Regions from separate parts of the Muntiacus reevesi genome. Here region 1 is linked to region 2. Evidence: chromatin contacts called from public Hi-C data. All regions are on one chromosome and are shown on one strand. The core of a region is the stretch at or near the end of the contact, and the rest is flanking DNA. Distances in the headings are between cores, read along the strand shown.

Evidence for each region. A called contact is a pair of places that touch in the nucleus more often than the background predicts.
Region 1: a contact with region 2 is called in a Hi-C map of muscle, with 5 times the contacts expected there. The contact joins the promoter of DERPC here to the promoter of TANGO6 in region 2. A contact is called at or near these places in 2 of 3 Hi-C or Micro-C datasets (blood and muscle).

What each region holds. Positions count from the first base shown.
Region 1 is chr2:248,746,958-248,753,488 of mMunRee1.1, forward strand. DERPC (DERPC proline and glycine rich nuclear protein) reads right to left here and starts at 3,210. Exons shown (of 1, transcript XM_065925636.1): 1 at 880-3,210. The coding sequence starts at 3,210. The coding sequence ends at 1,588. It overlaps CHTF8 (chromosome transmission fidelity factor 8), which reads right to left. Exons shown (of 4, transcript XM_065925637.1): 2 at 4,205-4,262; 3 at 3,823-3,940; 4 at 3,207-3,428. The coding sequence starts at 4,227. The coding sequence ends at 3,207.
Region 2 is chr2:248,538,359-248,545,071 of mMunRee1.1, forward strand. It overlaps TANGO6 (transport and golgi organization 6 homolog), which reads left to right and starts at 2,237. Exons shown (of 19, transcript XM_065919341.1): 1 at 2,237-2,266; 2 at 3,370-3,550. The coding sequence starts at 2,237. CDH1 (cadherin 1) reads left to right here. Exons shown (of 16, transcript XM_065925624.1): 16 at 1-2,152.

The DNA.
Region 1 (6,531 bases), core at 1,960-4,459, 210 kb after region 2:
CAGTCCTACTCTCAGCTCTGCCTTGCACTTAAGAGATTATCAACTTTCCCCAGGTCGAGCAGGCAGGTACAAGTAAGTGGGCTCACAACGTTTGACCTCGACTGGTTTTTCTAAGTTATTTTGTACATTTTTCAGCAGCGAAACCAAACTGGGTCTTCAGCTTTATTCCCATTTCTTGCAAGGGAAGAGCCTTTATACAATTGGACATGTTTTTTTTCCTCAATGAGAATTTTAATCCTCTTTTGTATTATTTCTACAATTTGTAAACATATTTATTTTTACTTTTTTTTTTTTTACTTTCTGGTGAAATTTTTTATACTGCACTTATTTGTCAAAATAAAGAATCTCACTTAAGGCTGGTATCTCTGAACTCCTCCTTTCCTCTTTGAACTAATGAAAGCTCTTTAATTCAGTTCCAAGATGGGTATTTAAGGCAGAACTAGTTTCAGCAAGGTAATTCCCATGGAACTCAGAAGCAGGTAAGTTGTCAAAGCTGCCTCTGGACCTGGGGATACAGTAGGCCTGCCTAGTAACTGCACACCTGTGGTGGCTTGGTTTTTACTGCAGAGGATGCATAGGGTCTGTGGAGAAATTACTGAACCAATGAGTTAGCCCTAGCTAACCAGTTAAGGCTAAAAATCAAAGCTTGCTTCCTCCTTGAGTGAAAGTATATTATCTTGAGAGGTCATGGAGGATTCTGGCCAAGTTGAAACAATGAAAAGCAGTGGTTAAGCTTCCTTCCCTGTGGAACAGGTAATAAAAAGGGAGTGAAATCAACAGCCCTCTCGTCTCATTTATTAAAGAAACAGTAAGAAAAGATACAATGCGGGAAAAACACCAACCATCCTTTCACATCAGGCTGAACAGAGCACAGTGATTTCTCCCCTTTATCCCCCCACCCCCACCCCAATTCCCATAATCCCATCCACATCAGTTTAATCTTGAGGTTCTTTGATTGGGAGTACCAGTGGAGAGGGAGTTGGATGAGCAGTGGAGCCTTGGTTCTGGCTTCCTCTAAGTCCCAGGAGAAGGAAGCTGCAGTCCGTCTGGGGATACAGCGGATGCTGTATTTGGTGGCTCTCTGAAGTAGCTGCACTTCCCTGTTCTGTGTTCAAGCCCCCGAGGGAAGAAGGTATGGCAGGAGAGGATGACCAGGTCAGTGTTACAGAAGCATGGTCCTTTCACCAACGCAACATTTCTAGAAAGCAGTGAGCTCATTCTCCAGTGGTGAGCAGGGGACTATGTATGAATTGGGACCTGCAGGCCAATGTATCCCTGAGGAAAGGTCCACAAGAACAAATCAAGAAACTAGTAAGAAACAAGGGGCAAAAAGCTGTGGGACAAAAGCACAGCAGGCTCCTGAAGGCTGGAGATTCCTTCTCTCAAGGTGGGTTCATTCCCACATGCCAGAGTCCACATCCCACAGGTAACGTTTCCGTCAGTCAAGAAAAGACGCAGAGTGGGAAAAGGCTCGTTTGAACTTGAGCCCCAGGTATGTACTTCAGACTGTAGTTCCATATCTATTTCTTCACCTGCCCAGAACCACAGTGCCTGGAAACCAAGGTGGTCCTGGAGAGAAAATGGTGTTTAAGGGGGTAACATTCCATTTGGGTACATTGCAGCCATTGGACCCCCTGGTCTGGGGAAAGCAGCTGGGTTTGTGCCAGGGAGGCTCCCCACTCTAGGAAATGGAACCAAAGTCTTGCTCACAGGGCCATTCATTCTTGGAAAGGAAGCTGGATTTACACCCAGGGTCCCAGTTGGCCTTGCAAAAGGAGCTGGGTTGATACCCACGGGGCCTGCTGGCGAAGAGCCTAGGGGCCCTGGAGCTGGCCTGGGGAAGGTAACCGGACCAGGGCCTAATGGGCCAGTAGACCTGGGGAAGGTAGCTGGACTTGGACCCTGTAAGCCAGTGGCCCTTGGGAAGTTAGCTGGGTTGGGACCTAGTGGCCCAGAGGCTCTTGGGAAAACTGCTGGACTTGAACCCTGGAGGCCAGCAGCCCGCTGGAAGTTAATTGGGTTTGAAGCCAATGTGTTAGAAGACTGAGAGAAGGCAGCTGGGTTCAACCCCCCTGAACCTGTCCCCCTTGGAAAGGGATTAGCATTTACTCCCATAGGGCCAGCAGGCCTTGCAAAATGAGCTGAATTAGGGCCAATGGGGCCAGGAGCCCTTGACAGGGGAGATGGATTTGGCCCTGGAAGGCTAATTCCCCGAGAGCCAGGCCCTGAATTTGGGCCTATGGGGCCAGGAAGTCTGGCCATGGAAGATGGGCTTGTGCCCATGTTTCCAGAAGCCTGTGAGAAAGAAGCTGAATTTGCTCCTAAAAGACCTGCTGCTCTTAGAATGGGAGCAAGATCTAGGCCTTGAGGCCCAGCCATTCTTAAGTTAAGACCAGATCCTGTGCCCAAGAGGCCACCTGCTCTGGCATCCAGATTAGGGCCTGGGCCCAGGCCACCTGCCCTTGGATTAGGCCCAAGGCCTGGGCCCAGGCCACTTGATCTTGGGTTGGGCCCAAGGCCAGGACCTGGAAACATACTTGACCTCGGGGCAGGGTTTGTACCTACAAAGCCTGACCTCAGACTGGGACTCGGTCCAGGGCCCAGGCCAACAGGTCTAGGATTGGGAGGACCATTTCCAGAAGTCAACAGGACACCTGCTCTCAGGCTGGGTCCAGATCCAGGGCCCATGGGGCCACCACTTCTGAGGTCAGGACCTGTTCCCAGAAGACCACTTGGCCTTGGGTTGGACACTGGACCTGGCCCTGGGAGACCCCCTAGCCTTGGGTTAGACAGAGGCCCTGGGCCTGGAAGAGCCCCTGCCCTAGGATTCAGAGTTGACCCTGGGCTTGGGCCCAAGAGACCACCTGGCCTTGGGAAAGAAACTGCACCTGTGCCAGTGGGGTTCATCCCTCTTGGGAAAGAAGCCAGGCCCGGGTCACGAGCACCAGCAGGGAAAGGTGCTGGATTTGAAGCCAGTGAGCCTGATGAAGTGGGAAAAGGAGTGGGGTTCCTTGGAAACGGGGCCAAATTTCCACCAAGAGAACTGCCTGCCATAAGGAAGGGATCAGAGTTCATGCCCAGTGGGTGGCCTGTGTTTAGAACAGGACCCCCCTGGGGTCCCAGGGAACCGTCCAGCCGTCCTCGAGGTGGCAGGGGGGCACGAGTCCAAGGAGTTGGCCGCTCTCGAGGGAAAATCCGAGGCTCTTTCATACTTTCCTGGGGACGTTGGTGATGATGGGCTTGGGGCGAGTCTTAAAAAGGATCTTGTTTTTGATGAGTGCTGTCACCAGGTACCGGGTGCCACTCTCACTGTCAAGTGCATCACAGTCCTGCCCAGGGGTGTGTTTAACAAGGACGGCAAAAGGTCTCTCCAGGTGGATGATCTTCCCGTACAGGATGTGATGCCCCACGATCAGCACAGGGGTTCCCTTCGGCAGAACAAGAAGGAGACACCTGAGATTCAGGGCAAAGTCACAAAATTCAGGTGCCTTCCAGAGATGCTCTTAGGAGATGATGCTGACACCTCCACTCCCTCTGCCACTGCTGAGAAGTCACAACGGACAACCCACCCTCATATCCTTTTTATTCTTTCCGGCCCCAGGTAAGAGAAGTTCTACGTTCAGAACCGTGACCTTTCCAGATTCCCCAAAGCTCAATTACCCTGCTACTGCAGTGGTCAGGGGTAGAGGGGAGAACAAGTGGGGCCTGGCTAGACCCTGAGTAACAAACCTGAGGGCAGTCCTCACTGTGGGTCCTGGGAGCACCACCTTGGTGTAGCTTGCTTTCCTGAGGCATTAGGCAGGGAAAGAAAAGTCCCCTCACCTCAGTGGTGTAATGTAGGTCTCCCAGGAGGTTTCCAGCTAATCCAGTGCTGTGGCGAGCCTCGATCTCCCCCTGTAGCTCCATCAGCACCCATTCTGCCAGGCCTCCAGCCCCAGCACTGCAAGCAAAGGGCTGGCGGTTACACTATTTTGGAGGGGTGAAGGATGAATCATAGTGTCCTACACCACCATTCAAGGCCCAAGGGAACACCTTGTTGAGCACAAGTTCTTGGGAAATTGGGCAGTGCCAAGCACTGAACTCAAAACTGAAAGGCTGGGATTTGTGCCGGATGCATCTGAGGACCCCAATTCTTCCAGGGAAATTTCAAACCTATGTAGACTTAATCATTCAAGTTAAATTAAAGCTCTCAAAATTTACTCACCTGGAAATAACAATCTGCACCATGAGCTTTACGTCGTTAAAAAGCAACGGAAGAGAAGCTGTAAAGGAAAAACATATTTTTTAGGATAATCATAACTAATACTGTGTGCCAGGCATTTTCTAAATGCTTTAGACACATAGAGAATTGCTTCAGATCACCAAGGGTCAACTACAGTGTGGAAAGTTAATAGGTACCACAGTTGTGTTCAAGGTCACATAGCTACTAGTCAACCAGCCAAGATTTGAACCCAAGACATATACTGCAGAGCCCACCCTCTCGTCAGTATGCTAACTTGCCTTTCTCAGAGGCATTATATTTTCCATTCTGTGTATGTCTAAAAAACTAAGGAATTCTTTTAGATTTTACTTTTTCCTTTGGTGATGGTGTAAGTGGATGTCTGCCACTTTGGTTATATTTCAAGATTTAAAGGATCCCTCTGAACTAAAAGCTGAGAGAACGGACAAGTTCCTTCAGACTTTAGTGGATGGTAAAGCTTATTTCTAACATGATTCTCATCAAACACATTGCCCATCTTTCATTTAGACACTCAAACAACCCTGACGCTTCATCTTTCATTTTATACAATGGCCCCATCTGGTGGCAGTTTGCAATACTCTACAAGAATGAGTTAAAATGGGACATTTTTGACTGAAACTGGCTCCTTATACTTGTCTTCCTAAGAAAGGTAGATTGATGGGGACGAGGGGACTGAAGGGATGGGGAATCTAAACTATGACTTCTGTACAAATCTTTCCAATGAATAGATGAAGGCTAGTGCAAGGTTATCAGATCAGTGTTTACAAACTGTAGAACAAGTTAACAGGTATTTATGATTGTGCTCACAATTAGCAAACACCTGCTTAAACAGGTTTCCTTATTGACATGTCAATCTTTATTTTGAATCTCCAGGGAAAAGTATCAATATACTGCCAGCAGCCCTGTATGACAGCAGAACCTCTTACTCTTGAGCACCAGACACACTTTGGAATCACGAGGCTGGTCAATAACTGGACTTTAAGTATAAATAGCAGCTAGTATTTATTCAATGTTTACTATGAATCAGACGCTGTGCATATATATGATGAGTGGTATCTCATTCAACTACTGTTAGACAGGGACTTACCCATATTTTGCAGATAAAAGTTACTGAGGGATATACTCTCGCTTATATGTGGTACAAACACAGCTAGCAGGTGGCAGAGCCAGCGTAAAAACCTAGGCCATCTGACTTCACATTTGTAATCAATACCTCCCAACCAAGGGGAAAACCAAGTGAGAACAAAAAGGCATGAAGGCATCAGACAGGCACTGCTTACATGCATTTAGCAAGAGCTAAATCAAGAAGGCATGCTTGAATAAGTCAGACCTTCTGCAGCACTGCCTAGTGTGATACCCCTGGACCACAGGTAATACACTGGCTCAGGCGAGCAAAGGTCTGACAGTAAGAAGGCCGTACCTCCACCATCAACAGACCAACCAAAGCACTTTTAATATTCTTCCAAGGTCTCTTGAAGGAGAAAGACTAACAATTTAAAATTAGAAGCCCTAAGTTCAGGTTCCAGCCTGAAGTGTGGACACTCATCATACACAAGTCACTGTAGGGCTAAAACCTAGATTGTCGGCTTCATTTAACTATTATGAAAACCAAATATTATTAAGACATGTGGAACTGCTTTAGAAGGCTAACATATAGCTAATTTTTCAAAGGATAAGTAAATCAGCATTTCCACATTATAACTATAAAACTTAAGAGGTAGGTACATTTTAGCCATAAATCAAAAAAGGCTCAATAAATGAAACTGAAGTTGTAAAGTTTCTAAAGGTTAATAAATGCATGTAGATCAAGAAAGAGTTCTTGTAAATGAGTTCTTAAAATTGTATTTACTTTTTGACTGGTAACTGCTTTACAATATTTGTTTAATTTAAATAAACTTTTGGTGACTGATGATACAGTGTATTTTCCTTGGTAAGTGTAAGTGATAGTAAAATACAGGTAGTTTCAGAGAAGCAATAAAGTGTTCTCATAGATACACATTTTAGGAAAATCACAGCAAGGAAGGAGATTAATCTTTAAGACCTCTGACTTTGAGGTAGGAATGTATGGACTGTTTAGAAAAAGGGTATGTATTAATAGAAATATTTTCGGTGCATTCCCTATTTCCTGAACAGTCTCCTGCTAGAACAAGACTTCAAAATAGTGGCCTTCTTAGGGCTTTCACTGCCATGGGCCTGGGTCAGAGAACTAAGATCCCACTAGCTGTGAGGTGTGGCCAAAAAAGCTAAATAAATAAAAACAAGAAGAAAAAGTGGTCAAAGTGGATAAAGGA
Region 2 (6,713 bases), core at 987-3,486:
CCACTCTTACTCCTTCTGAATTCTATTACATTTCTCTGGTGCAGATATTATTGGGCCCTTTTAGGGAAAGAGGATTATGTCTTAGGCTGGCCATGTACTGAGTGGGTATTGTGTACTCTTAAGACCTTAATGCTTAACGGTTTTTCATTTTTATCTTCTGAGTACGTAACTTGTAATGGGCATCTATTCAGTTAACCTGTTCTGAGTAAGGATGCTGGTCATGTGAATATCATTACAAGGTACTTTGGTTCTAAATAGGGAGGCTGGGCCAGAAAAGGCGGTGAGTTTCAGGTGCCACTGAACCTTTTTTTTTTTTTTTTTGACCGCAGTGCAGGACATGGGGAATCTTAGTTCCCTGACTAGGGATCAGACCTGCATCCCTTAACAGGGGAATTGAGGATTCTTAACCACTGGACCACCAGGGTTAATTCCCACCAGTAGTGGGAATTCACTACTAGACTTCTAATGTTTATTTCTCTCTAAAACGAAAGAGTGATATATTCCAGGACTTGGAATTGTGCCTAAAGTCTGTAGCCAAAGACAGAAGCTGGCAAGAGGGCACAGCAGAGGGCAAATGTGAAAAATGGGCTTGGAGATGGCAGGGGCGACTGTCATTGAGCCAACTGAGGCTGAGGATAGTTGAGGTGGCTCTACCTCCACCCCCTGGAAATTCTGAACTAGAGGAATTTCAATATGTGTTTCTTGCCAGGATCCTTGGACCCAAAGCACAGAATCCCCAAGTCTGCTTTTGTTGATATTTATAGAAAATGCTAGCTGGTCTGGACACATTTGCCCTAAATTCCAGCTATGAAACTTGAGAATATTTTTCAAATCCAATTTGTTTTTCCTTTGCAGAGGAAGAAAACACTCGCTGAAAGGGTGTTAGCAAAGGAAGGTGAGGGTAGGGAGTACATTAATTTGGATCTTCCTTTAGTTGAAATGCATCTTTTAAGAAACTTTTGACAACCATAGACCAGAATTTTATCTAAATTACTTCCCTACCTATCAACTGTTTTTAGAAGAAAAGGAACATCTCTCAACCACTTCTTAGAACTGTCTTGATTTTTCAGCAATTTAAACTCTAATGTAGTTCTACGTAGAGAATGTCACTATAGTTTTGAGTGTATATGTGTGTGGGTGCAGATAATTTTGCATTTTCTTTGGGAGTGGAAAAGGAAAGCAATTCAAGCTGCAAAAATTATTCTTAAATATTTGTTTTTTTATAAATTTTATTAAAGAATTTTGTTACACCATTGTCAAACTTCTTTTATTTGATCGCACAATTCCGGGTTAGACAAATTGTAGGTAAGCTCATTTGAAACATGGAGAGAGAAGCTTCATATTAAAATGTCTACTCCTGAACTTTGTGTCATTCTGTTGGGACTGAATAGAGGGAAGGGGAAACTGTGTTTCTAAGGTCAATTTATTGGAAGGATATCCATCCATGTGGCATGTGACGTGGCATGTGGTGAAACCAATAAAATCTCTTTGTCAGGGGGAAGCTATTGTGGGTTGCATGGAGGGGTAGGAAGAAGCAAGGCTGGGGTTTCCCTAGTGCTCCGGTGGCTAACACTCTGTGCAGCCAGTGCAGAAGGCTTGAGTTTGACCCCTGGTCAGGAAACTAGATCCCACATGCTGCAACTAAAGATCCCACCTGCCACAAATAAGACCTGGTGCTGCCAAATAAATAAATATTTTTTGAAAAATGTGGTTTCCAATTTAAAGATGTTTTAGTAGGTTTTATTTAAGGAAGAGATGAGGAAGATCCAGATGCAATTTATTAAGCATCCCCTCTGTGGCAGACATTGCTAAATACTTGAGAACAGTATCACTTTGACTCCCCAAGATAGCCTCGTGAAAATGATTCTGTTACCTTTGAGAGCAGGAAATGGCTGATGGCATAGGGCTGGAGTCCAGAGAAATGGGAGTGACTAGGAAGGGGCCTGACTCACTGAGAGAGAGTTAAACGAACCATTTCTTCCCCCAGTGGCGTGGTCTTGCCTATGGAGCACATCCCATTTCCAAGGCTTTCCGCAGCTAAGTACTAAAGAGTCATCAACAGGGATCTGAGAGAGAAGCAGGACAGCCTCTTGGGAGCAGTCTCACAGAGTGGGTGTTGGAGCCGGTTGTAACAATGGTAGGCGAGGTTACTGATTTTTAAGGAAAGGAGAGGCAGGCATGCTAGTCTTGCCCTCAGAAACGTTGTCCTGGATTTGTAGCATGCCTTTCAGACAACATGAATTTTGAATGTCCCACCAAGATTCCTGTAAGTGAAAAGCTGTTACTGATGATATATCTCCAAACCATTCTGTTCTACATATTAACACAATTTTGATGTGGCACAATTTTAACACTGAATTTTCCAGGAATGTCTGTGAATAGAGCAAAGATAGAGCTTTTATTGCGAGCTGTACTTAGTCCATTTAAGAAATCATATCATCAAGAACAATATTTGCAGCTATTTTCAATTGGTGTGTGTGTTTAGTAGTTATTTTTAAATATCACTAGTGAAGAAATTCAACAATTGAAAATTATTTTACATACCAAACTTCATTATAAGAAGGTGCAGCATCTGATTACTTCACTACTTCAGTGTTTTGGTGACAAAATGTTTTCATACTGAATAAAACTCATATTATTTTATAAACTACTTCTCATCTTTTATACAGAAGTTAATCACGTTTTGTTTCTCAAATCGTGCACGTTGACAGTTTGTGTTTGCTATTTTTACTTCCCCTACATGAAATTAAAAGGTGCTTACTCCTTGGATAGTCATGGCCAACCTAGGTAACATATTAAAAATCAGAGACATTACTTTGCCAACAAAGGTCCGTCTGGTCAAGGCTATGGTTTTTCCAGTGGCATGTATGGATGTGAGAGTTGAACTGTGAAGAAAGCTGAGCGCCAAAAAAATTGATGCTTTTGAACTGTGGTGTTGGAGAAGACTCTTCAGAGTCCCTTGGACTGCTAGGAGATCCAATCAGTCCATCCTGGGGGAGATCAGTCCCGGGTGTTCATTGGAAGGACTGATGCTGAAGCTGAAACTCCAATATTTTGGCCACCTCATGCGAAGAGTTGACTCACTGACAAAGACCCTGATGCTGGGAGGGATTGGGGGCAGGAAGAGAAGGGGACGACAGAGGATGAGATGGCTGGATGACATCACCTACTCGATGGACATGAGTTTGAGTAAACTCCGGGAGTTGGTGGTGGACAGGGAGGCCTGGCATGCTGCGATTCATGGGGTCGCAAAGAATCGGACAGGACTGAGCGACTGAACTGAACTGAACCCCAGGGAAATACAGGTGACGAGGGAAATACATTTTTTCCCAAAGGGGGCGTTCCCAGACAAGTCGATCCCGCCCCTAGTGCGTCGGCCACGCGCCACCCGGCAGCGGCGCCGGTCCGCTGAGGCGCATGCGCAGGTGGCCAGTAGAGCTTTGCGCTTCAGTCATGGCGGCCGTCAGTCAGGTCGCTTGCAGCAGGGTTCTGGAAAAGTGTGGTCTGGAGCAGATTTTGGAGGCGTTGAAGCTGCTGCTGAGCCCGGGAGGTGAGAGGACGAAATTCGGCGCCGGGCTGCACCTGGGGCCTTTGGGCAGGGTCTGTCCAGCGTCATTTTACCCTTGAGGAAACCGAGGTTCAAGGAGGGACGGGAACCGTTGAATATTGAGACTAGCCTAAGTATCTCGAGCGGTTACCTTGGGCCAGGCACTGTGTTAAGCACCGTGGGTACGTGTTTTCATCCGTCCTCACTGCAGCTCTGCGAGGACTGCAACCACAGCCTCAGAGAATCTCCCAGAGCTGCCTCAGAGTCTCCCAGAGCTTCCTCAGAGAGGTCCCAGCTTCTTGAGAGCGCAGGGTCTGCTGTGGACACTGGACATTTGTACAGAGTGCCAAGGAGTCCAGAGAAAGGAAGCAGTGAGGTTTGAACTGCGTTTGGGGGAAAGGATTTAGAGATTTACAGTCTGTGGTAGAGATTTACGGTCACTCTTAATCTTTCCCAGTTTAGAATCAGAAGGGACCTTGGGTGTGGTGTAGCCTGGCACTCTCCTTTTACTCCTGAGGACACCTCCGACTCATCAAAGAGAATAAATAACCTGACCAAGATCAGATGGTCAGATTAGAGGCGGAACACGAATTTAGAACCAAAGTCTACTGAACCCTCTTGTCAGACTAAGGCAGATTATTCAGTATGGAGCCTCTGCTGTTATGTGGAGCTTTGGGGAAGATACACAAGAAATAGGGTCCTACTTTAAATTAGAGAGTATAATTTGGAGGAAGGGGTTTGTAGGGTGAGGAAAGTAAGGTACATGAAGGTTATGTTCCCAGTCTCAGATTTTGAGATTCCCCCACCTCCACCCCAAACTGAGAAAAGTCAGGAAACAGTAAGTATATCATACTAGGGGCAAGTGAAAGCTAGTAGGGGAAATTACCTGCCAGTCCAGTGGTTAGGACTCCCTGGTTTCACTGTGGAGGGCCTGAGTCAATCCTTGGTGGGGGAACTAAGATCCCACAAGCCGAGCAGTATGAGCAAAAAGGAGAAAAAAAAAAAAGTAATTGAGTGCCTGCTAAGTGTCAGCCCCTATAATGTGCTATTTAAGTATGGATCTTTTTATCCTCACAACAATTCCATGATGTAGATATTACTTGTGTTCCATTTTACAGATGAAGGAACCAAGGCTCAGGTACATTGGAAATTGCCCAATGTCAGTCTCCTAAGTGGTAGAGTTAGGATTTGAATTTCAGATGCCTTCAACTGTAGTGTGGAACTGTGTATACTACTTTGCCACAGTGAAGAATTAAACAGCAAAATGCATTCTTGACTTATTAGTGGAGAGGTTGCTTGTCTAGCAACTTCAACAATCTAGAACATTACTGAGAACAGGGATTAAATAAGTTAAATAGTCTGGAAGTAGTCATCTGTTGCAAAACACATACACTTCACTTTTGGAGGACCCTCTCTAACTCTCAGTATGTGGTGGGGTTACTACATGTACTCCTTTAGCTTAAGAGAAATCAAACATTGTTATCTGAAAAAGAATAATTTGGTAATATATTATTTTCACAAATAGGTTATATTGTGTGAATCTTTCTGCTGTTTTCTTTTATCATATCAACTGCTGAAGGAATTACAAAAATACCTGTGCATAATAAGTATTCATATGTTCCGGATGGACAGAGGGTGTTGAGACAAGATGAAAGTATTTGCTAAAAGTACCTCCAGCTAGTTCAACTTCTTTTTCTTTCAATTGACTACTTTTGAGGTAATATTTACTGAAAGTCAACTGTATGTAGTATTCTGTCCTCAGTGATTTTGGAGATAGAAATATTATTTAACAACTTGTGCTATCAAGTATCTTGTTGGGGGAGATGGTACTCCACATATAGTGTGCTCAGTCGCTCAGTTGTGTCCAATTCTTTGCAATCCTTTGGACTGTAGCCTGCCAGGCTCCTCTGTCAGTGGTATTTCCAAGGCAAGAATACTGGAGTGGGTTGCCATTTCCTCCTCTAGGAGATCTTCCCGACCCAGGGATCTAACCAGGGTCTCCTGTGTCTCCTGCAGTGCAGGAGACAATTTTTTACTGCTGAGCCCATGAGGAAACCCCACTCCACATATAGGCCAAAGATATTCAACATAGCAGATAATATTAATACTAGTGGTGAATGGAGGGTACAGGTAGCAGTTGGTTAGTTAGTGAAGGAGTTATCTGAGGATGGGGCTGTGGAAGGATACAAGAGGAAGGAGAATTCAGTCTAGATGAAAATTGAATAGACCGAAAGGAAGGAAGATACCGAGTCTTTCCCTTTTGAGCTATTAAAAGGTCTACAGCGTTATTTTCTCTTCACCTGCCTTCCATTTCTGTTCTCAGTTGTGAGGCAAGTAAGAGTAATAGCTCGACTTCCCTTATTAGGAGGTGTGTTAAGCAGAATTGGAAAGGGCTTTGTCAGTTTCAGTGAAGTTTTGCTTGAGGTCATCTCAACAGTTGTTCAGTCACTAAGTTGTGTCTGTGATGACTCTGTGATGCCGTGAACTGCAGCATGCCAGGCTTCTCTGTCCTTCACTTCCTCCCGGAATTTGCTCACACTCATGTCCATTGAGTTGGTAATGCCATCCAACTGGCTCATCCTCTGTTCCCCGCTTCTCACCGTTGGTCTTTCCCAGCATTTCAGCAGTAGTTTTCCTAAAAAAATAACTTGCCAGACTAAATATATGTTCATTGAACTCAGTCATTAAAATTGAATTATGTGGTGCTTGGGGGGCTATAAATTTTGGTGATTTGTATATGATGAAACTGTATCACACACACACATATATATATATATTTGGCTGCACCAGGTCTTAGTTGGGTCTTGCAGAATCTTTGATCTTTCTTGTGGCATGTGGGATCTAGTTCCCTGACCAGGGGTCGAACCTGGGCCCCCTGCATTGGGAGTGCAGCATCTTAGCCACTGGACCACCAGTAAAGTCCCTTATTTTACAGTTTGAATTTACTAGAAAGTACCACACAAATTGTGAAGTCTGCTTTTAAATGTCACAAAGCATAGACTTTTAAATTGGTTGTGGGAAGAATAAATAACTTTGTTTATGAGGGCAGCATTTCCCAAAGCATGATGGGGATGGTTGTAGGCAGTATGTAGAGAAACATTTTGAGGCTGAAAAGCTTTAAATAGTGATCAAGAGCTTGGGTTCTGGAACTGGGTTGCCAGAGTTG